2 separate regions of the Sus scrofa genome follow, and region 1 is linked to region 2. The links are chromatin contacts, called in public Hi-C maps. All regions are on one chromosome and are shown on one strand. The core of a region is the stretch at or near the end of the contact, and the rest is flanking DNA. Distances in the headings are between cores, read along the strand shown. Region 1 holds the start of LOC100737821. Region 2 holds the start of WT1 (Wilms tumor 1).

Evidence for each region. Hi-C and Micro-C count contacts between places; a contact is called where the count stands out from the background.
Region 1: a Hi-C map of omental adipose tissue shows a contact between it and region 2, with 1.6 times the contacts expected there. The contact joins the promoter of LOC100737821 here to the promoter of WT1 in region 2. A contact is called at or near these places in 5 of 47 Hi-C or Micro-C datasets (embryonic fibroblasts, fetal heart ventricle, heart right ventricle and 2 more).

The regions. Positions count from the first base shown.
Region 1 is chr2:28,494,982-28,499,360 of Sscrofa11.1, reverse strand. It overlaps LOC100737821, which reads right to left and starts at 2,339. Exons shown (of 11, transcript XM_021083225.1): 1 at 1,913-2,339. LOC102162727 (a long non-coding RNA gene) reads left to right here and starts at 295. Exons shown (of 4, transcript XR_002341532.1): 1 at 295-1,892; 2 at 3,830-4,027.
Region 2 is chr2:28,409,141-28,413,713 of Sscrofa11.1, reverse strand. It overlaps WT1 (Wilms tumor 1), which reads right to left and starts at 1,793. Exons shown (of 10, transcript NM_001001264.1): 1 at 1,091-1,793. The coding sequence starts at 1,535. LOC102161978 (a long non-coding RNA gene) reads left to right here and starts at 2,102. Exons shown (of 4, transcript XR_002341531.1): 1 at 2,102-2,230.

The DNA of each region.
Region 1 (4,379 bases), core at 1,090-3,589, 85 kb before region 2:
AACCTTCGAACCTCATGCATGCAGCCAAGCCCTAGGAAGTGCTAAAGGGTCAGGGGGCTTGTGCAGCCAGCAGTCCCAGGCCTCTGGGGGAGAACCCCACTCGCTCTCCAGTCCAAGATCTGGACTCAAAACAAAAAATAAAAAACAAAACAAAAAATCTGCCTGAGGCCCCAGCTGCCTCCGAGGCTTACTTCCTGGGGCTGGTGGGTCACCATGGGTGGGGCCTTAGAAGGGCCAGCAGGTCACAGAAGCTGCCTCCCAGCTACCCAGGGGAAAAAGCAAAGGGCGGGGGACATTTCCTTGAGGGTCACATTCACTTAGCAAATGCTCCCAAGGCTATACTCTATATTGCAAACTTTTTTCCCCCGGTATTTACTAAATATGAGTCCTGGTAGACCCTGGGTGTTGGTTCTAAGATATAACAGCAAGTGTAACAGCAAGGTTCCTCATATTATTGAGGTGGGGGCAGGCAATAATCAAATTAGTAATTTCAGATCATGGTAAATGCTTTGAAGAAAATAAAACATCTTTGTTGTATGGGCTCAGGGTGGGGAATGGACATTGGAGCAGCAATCTGAATAAGGAGGAGCTAGCAAAGCAAAGGCAAAAGGAAACCCTTCCAAGCAAAGAGAACATCAGTACAACCCTGAGGTCTCTGATTTAATGCTGATTAGGGGTTTAAGAAATGTTTGACAAAAAATTAGTGTTCTCAAAATTCTAGTACAAGGTAAAGTTAAGAGTCCAAAGATCAAAGAGCTATACTGGAAAATTTGTTCTTGGCTTTAAACGAAGATGCAAAAAGAATGTGTATGGACATATATTTATATGTCTCACAAGGGTCTTTTAAAAAAGCCTTTCATGTCCTTTATCCTTTAAACTTTTATAACATAGGTTGAAAGCATGATACAATCTTTAACTTCCAGCTCATGTACTGAAAGATCTTTTTCTCAGAACTAATGAAGACTTCCGTTCTGCTGGGATGTAATTCACCTCCCTTGTTCCAGGATTGGAAATAAGAATGCTGAGTACCTCTAAATGCAACTCTGTAAAAGAAAAATACGTGGGCACATGGACTAGGCAGGTGGGGCGTATAGGACTGGGGCAGGGTTGTTTCGATTTTCCTTTTTTGTTATTAAAGCTGGAAAGAAAAGACTACATTGTGCACAACTGTGCGATCTCCTTGTCCTCAACGTTAATAAATGTGTTTTTAACTGACGTTTCTTTCCCACGTCTAGTATCACCACCACCTACAACCTCTCTAAGCCACAGTTAAAGTTGAAAAGTGCACGAGGTCTTTACAAACGTACAGTGAGTGCGTCTGCTCACGTACAATCCACGTGCACCCTTCTTTCCCTGGACAGAATTTCTTGGGGATCCTTCAGGCCCCCGGCCATATTTCTCCCCAGGCTCTTATTAAAACCAGGTGCGCAGGAGGAAGGCCTTTTTAGATTAAAAAAAAAAGCCTTCTCTTGACCCAAAGCTCCCCCCTCCGGTGTGTTTTCTAGAGGGGCTTCTTGAACTAAGCAAAGAGAAAGCAGGCGCCAGGTCCCAGCCGGGCGAGCGGGGCTGCACTTGTTGAGAAGGGCAGGCGGCGGGGCTGGGCCCGGGCAGGGTAGACAAGGACAGAAAGTGAGGCGGGGTGGGGCGGCAGCGGCAAACAGCCGGGGACCAGGGCCGTGGCCGCCCGGTGCCGCGCAGGGGCGTTGTCCCCGCGCGCTGAGAGGCCCCCAGACCCACCGCGCTCTGTAGGGCGGAAGAGAAGGAGCGGAAGGGAAGCAGCGCAGTCGCCGCGCCCTGAACTTGAAACCCCGGCGGCCTGCGCCTCGGGCGCTTAGAGGAGCCGCCCGAGACCCCGACCTTTCCCGGGCCCCGCGCCGGCTTCCAGAACATACGTAGGTCGCTCAGCGCTTACCCTCGGCGGCCGGTGTCGCTCGCGTCTCCAGGGACCGGAGCGGGCCTGGCGGGGGCAGGTCGCCAGTGACGGGGAGGCCTGAGCCGCAGAGCGCTCAAGCGCGCCGGCCAGGAACGCGGCAGCCCGAGCCCGAGAGCCAGCGCTTCCGGGGACGCGGGGCTGCCCGGTCCCCTGGGGCTTCGCTGCCCGCGACCCTTGACCCTAAAGGGTAGGAGCCAAGCAGGGCTGCAGCCGGTGGCCGAAGGGCGCTGCAAAAGGCAGTTGGGCCCCTCAGCCGCGACGGCGGCGCCCCCACTTGCAGCTCGCAAGAAAATTCGTGCGAGAGCTCGAGAGCCTGACCGCGCAGCCTGAACCCCGAATCCGGCCCAGCCTTATGCTAGGGCGTTGGCTACTTGTTTCGGTCAGCTGGCGCTTTGGTCAAACTCTAGGGTATTCAAAGTAGAAGACAGCCCTCAGAAGGAGGAGCATTGTTAGGCCGCAAAAGGTTGAGGTGCAGAAATGAACAGAGACCCCCCCCCCACAAAAATGCACTCCCAAATTTTGACTGGCCATTTTGTATTCCATGGACCAAACAGCATTATGGCCTTTTTGTTGTTTGTTTTTTGTTGGTTTGTGGGGTGTTTTTTGTTTGTTTGTTTTACATTTTTTAAATGTAAAAAATTTTACATTTTTTTCAAAGCCCATTATCAGGGTCTGTGTAGCCTTCCAGCCTGACAGCCTTGCTTTCTAAGGGAGTTCCATGAATTTTAAGTGGCCTCAGGAAACAGGCAGCCAGACAGACAAGAAGGTTAGAAAGCTAACGTCCGCCTTGGCAACACTGGGCTCCGCACAAGCCGCTCCAAAGTGGGTCATCCTAGCGCATCTTCTGGGCTTGGCGCCCTGTTTGATGGGAAGTTTATTCCCTGGAGAGGCTAAGTGCATTAAAAACAAGAGGATTAAATGAAAATTTAAATACTGCCCAAGCCCTCTTTTCCAGCAGGTTGGAAGCCTAACTAACATACATCCTCCAGAGAGAAGATTGTCAGATTCTTCTCTGGTGAATCTGGCCAAAGAGAAAAAATACTGACATGACATGCTCCTGATCAGATCCAATAAGATCACTCTCTGTGGTGAAGCCCAGAGTTGACAAACCCCATCTATACACAGACAGCTTCCAATTAAAAGCTCCAGTTAGCGCTTTTTTTTTCTTTTCTTCCCCCTTTTTTTTTTTTTTTGGCCCCACTTTGCAAATTTCAAGAATCACCGGCTGTCAGAAGAAAGATTCTACTGTTAAAGAGGTAGTAAGAGCAAGCAAAACACCAAGGCTATTAAGGGAGAAGAAAACCAGAGGGTTTTTTTTCATTAAAATTTTCAGATAAAATAATATGTACATCTATGAAACAAGAACAAGCTGGGTTGCTTTTTTAAAAAAGGAAATGAGAAAAAGGCAGAGCTCTTGGAACGTTATGTGAAAAAAAAAATGACTGATAAAAGTTATAGGTAAAAAATAAAGGACAGACCACATCAAGTAAATGATAGGTGTTCCAGAAATGGAGCAGAGGCTGTCATTAAATATAATGTTAATTAGTTAATTAATCAATAGTATTTCCCCAAACAGAAGGACACAAGTTTTCTGATTGAAAGGACTTCCTGAGTGCCCAGAATGGGTGAAAATAGACCTACATAAAGGAACATCACTATGAAATTTCAAAATATTGGTGCAAACAGATTTAAGCAACTTGTAAAGAAAAAGAAATGAGTGACCTAGAAAGCATCAAAAATCAAAACAGCTTCATACTTCTTGACAGCAGCACTAGAAGCTGCAGAGAGACTAGAGTAGTTCAGGTTGACTTTATGTTGTGCTATATTAAGTGCTTTACAGTTCATCCTTACAACAACCTTATAGAAATAGTTACTACTATTATCTCTCTTTTACAGGTGGGAAATCTGAGGAACAAAGGAGCTATGTAACTTGCCCAAATGACACCAGTAATAAATGGTAGAGCTGGGATTTGAACCAAGCAGTCCTGCTCCAGAGTCCGTGATCCTAAATGGTATATATACTGAAGCAGTGCCTTCAAGATTAAAAGGGAAAAGTACATGCAACCTGGAACTCTATATCCGGCCAAATTATCAGTAAGTGAGAAAGTAAATAATTTTTAGATAGGTATATTCTCAAAAATTATACCTTTCATACACTTTCTTAAGGACGAATACCATATGATTTCACTTATATAAGGTGCCAAAAATAGTCTAATACGTAGAAACATAAGGTAGAGTACTGGTTACCAGGGGCTGCGTGGAGGTGAGAATGATGGGTTGTTTCATGGGGACAGGATTTCAGGTGGGGATGATGAAGTGGAGATGGATGGTGGTGTTGGTTGCACAATAATGCGAATATATTTAATGCCACTGAACTCTAGCCTTAAAAATGGTTAAAAGGGTAAATTTTATGTTATGTTTACCAAAAAGAAATAAAAGCTACTGG
Region 2 (4,573 bases), core at 544-3,043:
TCCAGAAAAAGCATCCGCTCTTGCGTATCTTAAAGCACTTCCTAACATATCGAATCAACCCGAACTGGTTTTAGGCTTACAAAAATGCAAAAACCTAAGTAGAATAAATTTAGAAATCAAAATACTGAGGTTGATTGGTTCCGTTCTGGTCCCTGAGAAAGAAAAGAGAGTGGACGCCTGCTGGGAATGAGAAAACTACTGTGTCCCTCGATGTACCATGACTGAAAACGGAAATAAATAAACCTGTCCTTGTTCTAACCTCCAAGGCTTGCAAAAAAAGTCTTCCGCCAGCTAAGACCCGCGTTAGACAACAAGGAGGTTCCTGAGGGGGGCTGAAAGTCAGGCAGACGCCTGGGCCTCATTCTACTGCCTGTGGTAGGACGGGATCCCGCAGAGCTCGGAATCGGATAAAAGGGGTTCTCTTCCAGAGCTTCCCTGGAGCCCGTGTGCCCACGACTTGAGCTGAAGTCCGGGAGAGACCCACCTCTACACTACCAGAGCCTGGAGCCAAACGCGGACACGGACATGGGTCCAGAAAAGCCTCTATTCAGTCGCTAGTTCATTCATTTGCTCATTCTAGTGCTCCAAGGTACTTGTGTTTCTAATGTGCACCAACATCGTCTTAAGGGCTAGTGTGGCCCCTGGATAGATTGTTCACCCTGAGCTGGTCCCACTCCAAATTCAGAGTCTAAATATCTAAAAAGTCCAGTGACTGGCAAGTTTGATGGTGTTTTGAGCAACAAAACATCCTCCCCCGAGGCAGAGCCACATATTGCACTGGTTCCCGCTTCCCATTACCACGACGAAGAGTCTTAGAATCTCCCCGGGTCTGCGGGGTCCCAGATAACCTCCCGCCTCATGCGAAGAGTTCGGTTCCCCACTCTGAAAGATGTCAAGGGCCCATGCCAAGGACTCCCTCTCCTGGGCCTCCTCTCCCCCAGCTGCTGCTTCCTCTACCCTCACTGCCCTAGGATAGGCAGCTGGATAAGAATTGGGGTCACGGAAGGAGCAGCACAGGGGAGTGCCGGAGCGCGGTCGCAACCCAGTCGCTACCGCCCCGCGTGTAGGGGGCGCTCCCCAGCCTCCTTACCCTGGTTGCGAATAGCGGGCTGGCTCTCGAGGCAGCTGGGCAGGTAGGGCGCGTTGGGGAACATCCTGGCCTGGCCAGAGGATGCCTGGCTGGGCGGAGGAGGACCGAAGGGTCCGTAGCGACAGGCTCCAGCTGTGCCGGTGAATTGGCCCGAGAAATGGACAGTGAAGGCGCTCAAGCACTGCTCCTCGTGCGGCTCCGCGCCGCCCCAGCTCGGCTCTTGTTTGATGAAGGAGTGGGGCGGCGGCGGCGGGGGTGGTGGCGGCGGAGCCGGCGGCGGCGCAGGACCGCCCAAGGAACCGTAAGCCGAGGCGCCTGGGGGAGCAAAGTCCAGCACCGGCGCCCACTGCGCAGCGCCGCTCACCGGCAGGGCACAACCGCCGCCGCCACCCAGCGAGGGTACCGCTGGCAGCAGCGCGTTCAGGTCCCGCACGTCGGAGCCCATTTGCTGTGGCTCAGCACCGGACGCTGCGCGGCCCCTCCGGCTTTGCAGACGCTCCGCGCTCGACTCCGCCGCGCCTAACTTGGCCCAGATGCTTCCCGGGCCCCGGATCCCCAGCTGCTCGGGCTGCTGAAGGCACCCAGGCCCGGAGCGGAGTGAGTGCGAAGGCGCCGGCTCCGGGGCACACGTGGACGCCGGCTCTTGTGGCAGGAGGAAGTCCAGGATCGCGGTGAGGAGGCGGCGGGGCCCGGCTCCTGGGCTGCCGTCCCGGCTCTGGGTGGGTGGGTGAATGAGTGGGAGGGAGGGCGGGAAGTGCGGAGCGGATAGGCGGTCGAGTTGCGAGAGCCCCTGGGTGTGGGCGCTGCCTTGAACTCCCTACCCCAGCTGCCTGGCTGCCCCCAGCTTCTCAAAGCTCAAATAAGAGGGGCCGGCAGCGGGGGAGGAGGAGGAGTCAGGAGTGTCGGCCGCTCCATTCACACCGCTACCCTAGCCGATCCAGGCTGGGCGCGCGACTCCTTGGGGGCGTCTTCGTAGTGGGGAGGGGGGGGCGGGCCCGAGGGAGGGTCCCTCTCAGAGGCACCCTCCTCTCCTACCCGCCAAGCGTTCTCCGCTGGCCTGTGAGATACGGTCCTCCCTCCACCTCCCCTTCTCGGCCTTCGCGAGTGTGGGTGCCTCGGGGCACTGGCGAGACCCTCCAGGTGAGCAGTGAATGTCCCCTCTGCATCTCTGTGTGACGGGGGTGGGGATGGGGTTGCTAATCAGTGAGGGAAGGCTGGAGGGAGGAGCCGGGGGCTCCACGAGGGCGGGAACTTAAGGAAAACGCAGAGAACTTTCCGTGACTTCAAAGAGGTGGATTCCCCTGCCTTGCGCCGGCGAATCCAACTATTGCTCCTAGAGCCGTCGGGTTGGAGTGGTAGCCGTAATCTCTCGGGGTCACTGGGGAGCAAGGTGGCTCCTTGTGGATTCCAGAGGCCAAACGCAAGGCGAACGTGGGTGACCTGGAGCTTGCATCAGTTGTGATATACAGGGCGGGGCGTATTTCCAACGTCCGGTAGTTGGTGACATGGTGAAGTTTGTGCCCAAAGAAAGGCGGTTGCCACTTACCTAAAATCAGTGGCCGCATCACTTAATCTCCCTTTTCTAGCGAGAAGTAACTAATTTTTCTAAGTGAAGCAAGGAAAACAGCGGTTAGTTTGCAAGGAAGGAAAACCCTAAGGAAACGCTCAGATTCCTGACGCCGAGTCTGGAGGGTAGAGAATGAGGAAGGTTTAGATACAAAGCCCGAAGGACTAGTTGGTTCCCAGAGCCACTCCCGCTGAACTCTGCCTCCGCTTACTGCAGTCGGGAGTGCCACTCTGGATGACTAGGATGCACAAGCCAGGTTAGGGGGCCGACAAGGAGAGCCTACAGCAGCCCCGGTCCAAAGCAGAGTTCACACCGTTGGAAGCTCCCCGTGCCTGGCACTACCAAATCGGATTCCTCTCTCCACCTAGACAATTCTTTGGGAGTCCTGAGCCCCAGAGCAGGTATTTGGGGTTTTGTTTTCTTTATTTGGTTCTTCCAAAATAGTCGGCTTCTATGGGGGAACAGACCCGAGGTAAGGAGAAGCTCTGGGAACCTGGATTGGAGTGCGTTTCAGGGGCGTCTCCCTGAAAACCCCAGAAGGAGGCGGCGACGGCTCAGCCTGGGACTGACAGGAGCATGGGGCGGGAAGGGCGGGTTGCCCACGGGCCTCTTACTCGAGTCTGGCCGGGAATGGAGTCCAAAGCTTTTCAGCCAAGCCGACGTTAAGCAACAGTCAAGGTAGTTGCAGTGTTATAAAGAAGTCGCGCGTTTTAAAAAGCCTTGACTTACTCTCCGTTTCTTACATTTTGGTCTTCGTTAATTTGCGTTGAGTAAAGGGTAGCTAGGAGTTCCGGCTGCGGACCCGAAGCGTGTGCGGGCTCAGAACTAAACGCTAAATAAACACAATTCCCTCCTCTTGGGGTCGCTCGTCCTGGAGGCGCGGAAGACTGAGGGCAAAGGTTGGGAACACGTGCTTCATCGCCAGACCACTTTCGCGGTGATGGACACTCCTCTGTGCTACTTTGGTGCCTGACTTAGCTTTGTCAACACTCTGAAACTTTTTCTTTCTTTCTTTTTCTTTTTTTTTTTCCCCTAAAGAAATGAAAAGGCTTTCCAGGCCAGCTCCTGCTCCCCATACACTCCCAGTGGGCCGCCCTCTCCTCTCTTGCACGCTGCGACTCTAAACCTGCTGGGGCCGGGCGGAGGGCACGTGCGCTTTGGCTTTTTGATGGGGAAAGGGCCCGCGAGATAAAACTTCTCAAGCCAAGTTGCCACTAGGACGCCCCAGACCCCTGTCTCACACCGTCCACTTTTATTTCTACCTCGAAGTCGTTTTTCTTAACTATGACTCATTCAAGCGCTACAAGTGGAAGGCGAGCCCTTTATGAAAAGCCAGGGATTTCCATTTCTAAACGAAAAAGCTCGAAATATTTTTAAAATCCCCCTTTTCAAGTTTTTTTTTTTTTTTGACTATTTGGAGGAGGATGGCTTGATTGTGAGGTTTTGACGTTTTGAATCCCAGATAGGGCATAGGCATTTTACTCTCTGATTTAAAAAAGAAGAAGAAAGAAAGAAAAGAAAAAAAGTTTTTGCCTGGGGTAGGGTGAAGGAGAGGAAAGGAGGGCCTAGCAAATTTGAGATTTCTCTCTCACCCGCCTTTTGTTGTTTGAGAATCCTTGAAAGAGAGAGGAGCAGTGATGTGATCCCCATTTCAACTCTGGGGTACCTCCTCGCCTCGACCTTGTAGTCCGAAGCGGTGGGAGGAGTTCCCTGCATGCCCTGGGGTGCTGAAGTAAGTGCTGTGCGTCCCAAGCCAAGGCAGTCAGAGGGCCTCACCCGAGAAGAGGTCTCTAAACGTTCCCAGCCCATCCCCATGCCCCGGAGTTCAGGCGCCCCGATCAGCCCTCTGGAACTGGCAAACTGTTAAGCTCACTGGGTGCCCCCCCCCCCCGTAACTTTCTGTACAAGCTCTTTGC